Linked DNA regions of Pan troglodytes: region 1 is linked to region 2. Evidence: chromatin contacts called from public HiChIP or PLAC-seq data. All regions are on one chromosome and are shown on one strand. The core of a region is the stretch at or near the end of the contact, and the rest is flanking DNA. Distances in the headings are between cores, read along the strand shown. Region 1 holds the start of CDCA8 (cell division cycle associated 8). Region 2 holds the start of MTF1 (metal regulatory transcription factor 1).

Region 1 (4,601 bases), core at 686-3,185, 170 kb after region 2:
TGAAGGCAGAGACAATGTCTGTTTTATTCCCCAGTGCATCTTTAGCACCTAGCACTGTGACTGACACATGCTCAGTATTTGGAGAAATAAGCAAATGAATGGCTTAATATTAATAAATAAAAGGGCAAGTCAAAAGGATCATTCAATGTCTAATATGTGAGCAGACCATGCATTTCTATCCAGGAAGGAGACTACATGCTGGATAGTTAATAATAAGGAAAACAGAAAAGGGCAACCCAGCAGAAAAGTACAGCCTCCTGCATTTCTCTGGACATTTAATAAGGGAGTGCAGAAACAGGCTGAGATTTTTCTCTGGCCAGGAAAACTGATGTGTCTGTTTTTTTTTTTTTTTGAGACGGAGTTTTGCTCTTGTTGCCCAGGCTGGAGTGCAATGGCGCGCTCTCGGCTCACCGCAACCTCTGCCTCCCAGGTTCAAGCGATTGTCCTGCCTCAGCCTCCAGAGTAGCTGGGATTAGAGGTATGCGCCACCACGCCCGGCTAACTTTTTTGTATTTTTAGTAGAGACAGGGTTTCTCCATGTTGGTCAGGCTGGTCTCGAACTCCTGGCCTCAGGTCATCTGCCCGCCTCAGCCTCCCAAAGTGCTGGGATTACAGGCGTGAGCCACCACGCCCAGCCTGATGCGCCCATTTTTAGGTTAGCAATTTCCATAAGCTGCAGAAGGAGCTGCTTCGGGTTATTCTTCTATCTGAGCTCTGGTTAACTAACCATGTCATTTATTCATTCATTTTTAAATGGGTAAAATATACATATGTTTTTAAAAATACTATTTTCTGGCCGGGCGCAGTGGCTGACTCCTGTAATCCCAGCACTTTGGGAGGCCTATGTAGGCGGATCACTTGAGGTCAGGAGTTCGAGACCAGCCTGGCCAACATGGTGAAACCCCGTCTCTACTGAAAATACAAAAATCAGCGGGGCATGGTGGCAGGCGACCGTAATCCCAGCCACTCCAGAGGCTGAGGCAGGAGAATCACTTGAACCCAGAAGGTGGAGGTTGCAGTGAGCAGGGATCGCACCACTGCACTGCACTGCACTCCAGCCTGGGTGACAGAGTGAGACTCTGTTTAAAAAAAATTAAATAAATTTCCTGATGTGTGAAAATTATGTGAAATTCACATTTCAGTGTATCCATAACTAAAATTTTATTGGAATACAGCCCATCCATGCCCATTCACTACAGCTGTTTTGGACCTGTAACAGCAGAGCTGAGTTGTCCGACAGAGACCGCCCCGCCCGCCGCCCCCCAACCCCCCCCCCCATTTTTCATAGAGAAAAATGAAGTAGGGAAGTGAGACAGAGAGTGAAAGGGTCTGCAATTTTCCATAAGTGGTCATGTCAGATCTCATTAAAAGGTGACATCTGAGCGAGCCCTTTCTGAAGGGTGTCACCTAACCCCCAGGGGCTCCCGGCCTCCGCCCAGGGAAGCTCTCCAGCTCTTACCGAAGTAGTCAAGCCAGTTCATCTCGCGCAGAGCCTTGGGGAGCCGCAGGATCTCGATGTTGTAGAGGTTATCCACCTCCTTGAGGAGGTTCTGCCTGTCTGACTCAATTTGCTTGATTCGTATTTCCACTGCGGGAGGGCAGAGCCGACAGGACACGGGTCACGGGCGGGCGAATCTGTGCAGCTCGTGTCCCCACCCGCCAGCATCCCGCGACCGCCCCAGGAGGCCGCGACGGCCTGGCCCCTTACCTTCACGGTCGAAGTCTTTCAGAAAGGAGGCGAGCTTCCGCCTCCGTAAGGAGTTGGTCTTGGCCACCCGACTACTGCCCTTCCTAGGAGCCATGGCGCTCGGCGGAGGCTGCGGGGAGCGGCGGAGATGGGGCAGGGAAGCAAGAAACTGGGTAGGGACGAGGAGGGCGGACGGGGACCACCCGAAGAAGTCGCCAGGCACGTACCTGCGGTCCCGAGACAAGGGCTGAGCAAAACCTCGCTGTGCCAGTGAGAGAGAGCGGCTCTACAGTCAACCGCCACCCAATTCAAACTCCACAGTCACAGGCTGACGAATGAGAAGCCGCCGTCCCACAACATCCAATCACAAGCAAGTTCCTGCCGGCCCAGGGTCTTCCGCCCAATGCGCCCCCTATAGCCTGAGTGCGACAGCGAGGCCGCCGCCGTCGCGGGTACTCCTGGGAGTTGTGGTCCAGGCTTGTTTCCCCGCCCTCCCCACCAACCCACCCGGCTCCGCCCTGGCCGGCTGCAAACTATACAAACTACTACTCCCGGCAGGCCTTGCGGCGGCTCTGCAATACCCCAAGCTCTGGAGGGCTGGGGGCCTACTAGGTCAGGTCGGCTGTAGGATTCCGCTCCAGGGTCGGCGTCTGCTTCTTTCTGGCCTGGCTGCCACTGAGTAGCCAAGGGGCCGCCGTGACCCTCTGACTGATTGACTGGCTGGCTGCCTACGTCGGCGCTCCTCAGGGCCCCAAGCTCCCCAGGCCGAACTTCGGGCAAGTGGCGGGTCGGCAGAGACAGAGCAGCCCCGGCAGGGTTTGACGGAGCAAGGGGGACGGAATGATAGAGGAGCAGGGCAGGGGTGCAGGCTTTGGGGTGGGCGCGCTATCCCGCGGCCAGTCTGGGCAGCGAGTTGGGGGAACCCTATCGTTCCTCGCTCCCCCGCGGGCCGGCCACTCCCGCCCAGTTCGCGTGTTGGCGCCTCGACTGGGTGCGCAGCGCGGGGCTGCGACTTCAGGTGCAAGTAGTGGCGCTTGGCAGCTGGCTACACGGTGACTGCAGCATGAGCCGCGGCCACCAGGCTCCAGGGAGCCCAGGGCAGGAGGCAGCTCTGGGTGTCGTGGCCGTGGGCCTGGGAATGGGCGTGTAGACGGCGAGCCCCGCCGAGCCGCGGTCCTGTCGGAGGTGCTAACTGTGCATCTTGGTATCTGCCCACGGCCACAGGGTTGGATTGCCTAAGAGTTGTGCTGAGACCCAGAAGGCTAGAGGCTAGTTTCGAAGCTGTAGCTCAGGCTGAGTCTCAAGGCGGGCGGCGACTGGACGGCCAGACCGGCGAGCTCTTGACGGGTTTGTGGCCTGATTGTTTGGATTTGGTGCTTTTCACCTGTGGATGCGGTCTGAAGCCATGTCAGAGGGGTTGTGTTTAAGCGTGCATGTTATAGGCTATGGGAGTGATAATCTTGCCTCTCCCCCTCTGAGTTGAGGAACAATCGAAGAAATAAGCAAAGGTGCCAAGCAGGCTCCTGATGGGCACCAGCGAGCTTGGGGACAGAGCAGTCCAAGCATAGAAGCCCTGGCAAGCCTGGACCTTCCTGGAAAGTCCTTTCTCTCTCTTCCACCCTGGTCTGTTGCTCCATATGCAACAAATATTTGAATGTCGCTCTTCCGCCCGAGGTCAGCCCTGGGCAGTGGGTAGTGGGGGTGACACCCCAGTCTGCTGGGTGCCTGAGGATCTCCATCAGTCAGATGGCCAAGATGAGACGGGATGACAACCCGTACCTCATGTAAGCTTTCCCCCTGCAGGTGTTTTTATGCTGCGCAAGTCGGGCTTCCAGCCTCTCGGTTTCAGGGTTTCCTTCACCCTACTCCCCAATGAGCCCGAACTCCCTGGGCACCTGGACGTCCACCTGCATCTTAGCCAGAGCTGCCACGTCAGGAGCCCGTGATTTACTAGTTTTTGCCAGTTGGTTGTGATACACAATGTCAAAAGTGTCATTAAGGCACAACCGGAGGCGCAAGATAAGAGGAAAAGACTCCACAGCTAACAGGACATGCCACCACCGCCACCCAATTTAAACTGCCGCAGGCTGACAAATGAGAAGTCGCCGTGTTTGGACGGTCCCAACATCCAATCCCAAGGAAGCTTCAAGCCGAGTGGCCAATCCACATGTTGGACTACAGTACCCAGAAGTCATTGCGGCACTACGATATATTTTCGCGACTCAGTAGCCAGGCAGGCCCGCGGAGTAGCTTTGTGGGGCGGTCGCGTGTGAGCATGCGCAGAGAGACTGTGGGCGCGTGGTGCAGTCCCTGGAGGGTTCTCACGCTTTGGCTGTCTGGACTTTTAAGTTTTTCCGCTTTTTCAGGAACGCGACCGGCAGCCTCGGGCAGGGGAGACAGGACTGTATGTCAGAGAAGAGACGGCGCTTGGACGCCAGGAATCCTCTGAAGCAGGAGACTGCCCTATCCAGGTTACCCTTCCCGAGGGGAAACCAGGGTCTCCTTCAGAAAGCTGAGGCAGGCCGGGCGCGGTGGCTCACGCCTGTAATCCCAGCACTTTGGAAGACCGAGGCAGGCGGATCACCGGAGGTCAGGAACCCCGTCTACTAAAAATACAAAAATTAGCCAGGCGTGTTGGCGGGCACCTGTATTCCCAGCTACTCGGGAGGCTGAGGCAGGAGAATTGCTTGAACCCGGGATGCGGAGGTTGCAGTGAGCCGAGATAGCGCCACTGCACCCCAGCCTGGGCGACAGTGAGACTCCGTCTCGAAAAAAAAAACAAAAAAAACCCCTGCTTCTGGAGGTAAGACAACTCCTGTCTGAACACGATGACAGAGATGACGCCCACCCTCGACCCAGTGCCTCCCCGACTGACTTGGCACCCCAACGTGGTTATTTTCTGTTTTTATCTTTT
Region 2 (4,293 bases), core at 280-2,779:
CTCCGCGTTGCCGCCGAGGGTGCCGGGGCAGCCCACTGGGGCCCTCGGTGCTCTTCTCTCTCTGCTCAGATGCAGCGAAATGTACATCTGTGGGGTTGCGTAAGCCAGAGCTAGGGGTCGGGCCGGTACCTCCTGGATCCAATCCTTTGGCCTGTCTCTGGTAACTGTCTAGCCATCCCACTAAGTAAAGGCTCACTTTCTAACCCAGAGCAGAAGAGAAAGATAAAGCGCAAAGCCAGACTGAAAACTAAAAGGGATGTGCTGATTATTTTAAAATTCTCTGTTCTGCCTGCCAAACCCACATTTGTAGAGCCTGTGTTTGCAGATGAAGGAAGAATCACTATTCCAGAACATGAAAGCTTCAAATGTGGTATTTTTCTCAAGAGAATGTATCTTCCCAAGATAGTATATCTTCGCGAGAGAGTATGTAGCCATGTCTTTCATTCATTTAGCTGACATTTCCTGAACTCTTATCATAGTATCAGTGTACTATGCTAGGAGCTGTAGAAACAAAAATAATAAGACTCAATTGATTCAGGGACGAGAGCCCACCACAGACCCATAACTTCTTGTTGACACCATATTGTTTTAGGACATAAATAGATACAGTGATCTTCGTTGTTTGTGCCTGATTGAGGAATAGCCCTTCCACCCAGAAGGTTGAAACATCTGTTCTAGGTAGGGGGGAAGGAATTCATACTTGTTCCTCTACTATTTACCAAACATTGTGTTTTACATATGTTGCCTCTTTTATTTCTTATAAAAACTTTGAGAGAACAGGAATTACTGGTCCCACCTTGCACGTAAGAAAAATGAGGCACAGAAAAGTTACCCATGTAGTAAAAGGCAAAGACAGGATTTGTAGGTAGATGACTCTGCCTCCAAAGCCTTGCTCCTTCTCATAAACTGCATGAAACCATTTACTGCCTCGTGGTCTGATTTGGAGGATATTTGAGTGGATGGAGTTTCCCTTAAGATTTGTAGCAAGTCAGCCTTTCAGCAGCTGCTGTTCTGTTTGCTCTTTTGTCCCCTTTAAATTTTTGACCAAGTTTCAAATTGTTTGACAGGCGTATTCAGAAGGTCTTATGAACTTATTCAGTTTTTGAAAAGCATTGCTTTTCTTTCTTTTTCTTTTTCTTTTTTTTTTTATTAGAGATGGGGGTCTCACTATGTTGACCAGGCTGATCTCAAACTCCTGGCCTCAAGCGATCCTCCCATCTCAGCCTCCCAAAGTGTTGGGATTACAGGCGTGAGCCACCACGCCCAGTCAGCATTGCTTTTCTTTAAAAATGACTTGATGGTTTTAAAGTTAAAATAAAAAAAAATTATTCCCAAGGATGGTTTTTCATTTGCTTTGGCTTGCTCTTTAAATGAGAGGGAAAATGAGCCTTGTGGTTGCTGAGGAGGTCCGTGGGTCTTGTGGTATGACTCTAACTCTGGCTTTGTTCTGTTGCAGACAAGTCATTACGTTTTCATTTCTCACAATTGGGCTGAGCACAACTGAACCATGGGGGAACACAGTCCAGACAACAACATCATCTACTTTGAGGCAGAGGAAGATGAGCTGACCCCCGATGATAAAATGCTCAGGTTTGTGGATAAAAACGGACTGGTGCCTTCCTCATCTGGAACTGTTTATGATAGGACCACTGTTCTTATTGAGCAGGACCCTGGCACTTTGGAGGATGAAGATGACGACGGACAGTGCGGAGAACACTTGCCTTTTCTAGTAGGGGGTGAAGAGGGCTTTCACCTGATAGATCATGAAGCAATGTCCCAGGGTTATGTGCAGCACATTATCTCACCAGATCAGATTCATTTGACAATAAACCCTGGTTCCACACCCATGCCAAGAAATATTGAAGGTGCAACCCTCACTCTGCAGTCGGAATGTCCGGAAACAAAACGTAAAGAAGTAAGTAAAGCAGTCAGTGAGGGCCTAGTTTGGTTTTGGGGCAAGTCCTTACAAAATTCTTGGTGCAAATTTTAGCTGGGGAGTAAAGGAGTGCATGGGGTTAGGACTTAAGTAGTTTTGCTATCAACAACATATGCCTCAGGTTTTGTTGTGATTGCTTCTGGAACTTTTGGTTTGTATAGCCACATTGAAATTTGGGAATTGGGAATATCAAATTGTAATTTCTCGAATTTCCTTCCCCAAATCATAAATAAAACAGAAATTTCACTTAAGTAGACCCATGTTTCTGGTGCTAAAATAACTATTTAGCTTATCTACAGGGAAATAACTGGAGTTTGCTTATTTGATAAAGAAGTAACTATATTTGGCTTATCTCCTGGTTGTGTTTAAATGATTTGTTTTGGAGATGAGTATCTGCTGGAATATGTTTTATTATCTTAGTGAATGTTTAATGAACTTTTATTTCACAGTGGCACACGCCTGTAATCCCAGCACTTTGGGAGGCTGAGGTGGGTGGATCATTTGAGGTCAGGAGTTCGAGAGCAGCCTGGCCAACATGGTGAAACCCTGTCTCTGCTAAAAATACAAAAATTAGCCAGGCTTGGTGGCACATGGCTGTAATCCCAGCTACTCAGGAGGCTGAGGCAGGAGAATCACTTGGACCCGGGAGGCAGAGGTTGCAGTGAGCCGAGATCATGCCACTGTACTCCAGCCTGGGCGATAGAGTGAGACTCCATCTAAAAAAAAAAAAAAAAAAAGAAAGAAAGAAAGAAAGAAAGAAAGAAATTCAGGCTGGGCACAGTGGCTCATGCCTGTAATCCCAACACTTTCTGTAATCCCAGCACTTTGGGAGTCCGAGGCAGGTGGATCACCTGAGGTTAAGAGCACCCTGGCCAACATGGTGAAACTCCATCTGTACTAAAAATAGAAAAATTAGCCAGGCATAGTGGCGGGTGCCTGTAATCCCAGCTATTTGGGAAGCTGAGGCAGGGGAATTACTTGAATCTGGGAGGTGGAGGTGGCAGTGAGCCAAGATCGTGCCACTGCACTCCAGGCTGGATGAGAGAGAGAGACTCAGTCTCAAAAAAAAAAAAAAAAAAAAAAAAAAGGAAATTCAGGCAAGAGACAGTAAATGAGAGCAGGTTATCTAAAATAAGTTTTCATTTTCATGTTTAGCTAATGTGAGTAAGCTAATGCATGTCAGGATGTTTTGAAAACTGTAAAGCATTTTACAAATTATATTAGTGGTTATTATTAGCAAAATAAAAGTTCTGGTTTAAAGGTAGTGATATACATTATCTAGGAACTATTTTTTTTTTTTGAGATGGAGTTTCACTCTTGTTGCCTGAGCTGGAGTGCAGTGGTGTGATCTTGGCTCACTGCAACCTCTGCCTCCTGGGTTCTAGCAATTCTCCTGCCTCAGCCTCCTGAGTAGCTGGGATTACAGGCACGCGCCACCATGCCCAGCTAATTTTTTGAATTTTTAGTAGAAATGAGGTTTCACCATGTTAGCCAGGCTGGTCTCGAACTCTTGACCTCTGGTGATCCACCTGCCTTGGCCTTCCAAAGTGCTGGGATTACAGGCATGAACCACCATGCCCGGCCCACCCAGGAACTATTACAGGTCAATTAGAAAAAAATAAGTCACTAGTAGTTACAGTACCAAGGACTAAGATGTTACCAAACAGAAATAGGGTGAATGATTTAGCAAGGAATATCTTTTTTGCTGTGGTTGAGGTCTTAAAATTGCATATGGCTTATTGATGGCATATCACTTTTCCTTTGCTAGCCTTAGAGAGACCATCTTGTCCCACCTCCTACCCTATGCAGAAATCTCCCTATGGCATCTCTGACATCAGTTAATCTTGTTTCTGCTTGAAGACATCCAGAACAACAAGAGCACAGTGTTTCATACCCCAACCCAATACATTTGTTAGCCAGCTCTGATTGTTAGAAAGCTTTTACTTGTATAGAACCAAAACCTGCCTTTCTGCAGGTGCTGCCCGCTGGTTCTAGATCTGCCTTCCTGAGTAAACTTTCTCCCACAGAACAGTCCATCAGCTATTTGAAGATCATGGATTTTTCATCCTCTTGTACAGGCTAACCACCTCCATTTACTTAAATGTCCCTCTGTGACATTTTCCCCAGTCTCTCATCAGCCTAGTCATCTTTGATTATATGAATTCCAGTTTTCCAAGGTCCTTTTTTTCTTCTTTTTTTGAGATGGAGTTTTGCTGTTGTTGCCCAGGCTGGAGTGCAGTGGCGCGATCCCGGCTCACTGCAACTTCCGCCTCCCAGGTTCAAGCGATTCTCCTGCCTCAGCCTCCCAAGTAGCTGGGATTACGGGCATGCGCTACCACACCCAGCTAATTTTGTAT

What was found. HiChIP or PLAC-seq counts read pairs in DNA pulled down with a chosen protein or histone mark.
Region 1: an H3K4me3 HiChIP or PLAC-seq map of stem cell-derived excitatory neurons shows a contact between it and region 2, with 3 times the contacts expected there. The contact joins the promoter of CDCA8 here to the promoter of MTF1 in region 2. A contact is called at or near these places in 1 of 7 Hi-C or Micro-C datasets (stem cell-derived neural progenitor cells) and 1 of 1 datasets of contacts at active chromatin or transcription factors (stem cell-derived excitatory neurons).

What each region holds. Positions count from the first base shown.
Region 1 is chr1:193,296,994-193,301,594 of NHGRI_mPanTro3-v2.0_pri, forward strand. CDCA8 (cell division cycle associated 8) reads right to left here and starts at 1,936. Exons shown (of 10, transcript NM_001246430.1): 1 at 1,709-1,936; 2 at 1,460-1,588. The coding sequence starts at 1,802. It overlaps AIRIM (AFG2 interacting ribosome maturation factor), which reads left to right and starts at 1,676. Exons shown (of 6, transcript XM_063803468.1): 1 at 1,676-3,920; 2 at 4,054-4,158. The coding sequence starts at 3,855.
Region 2 is chr1:193,131,104-193,135,396 of NHGRI_mPanTro3-v2.0_pri, forward strand. MTF1 (metal regulatory transcription factor 1) reads left to right here and starts at 1,530. Exons shown (of 10, transcript NM_001280131.1): 1 at 1,530-1,915. The coding sequence starts at 1,583.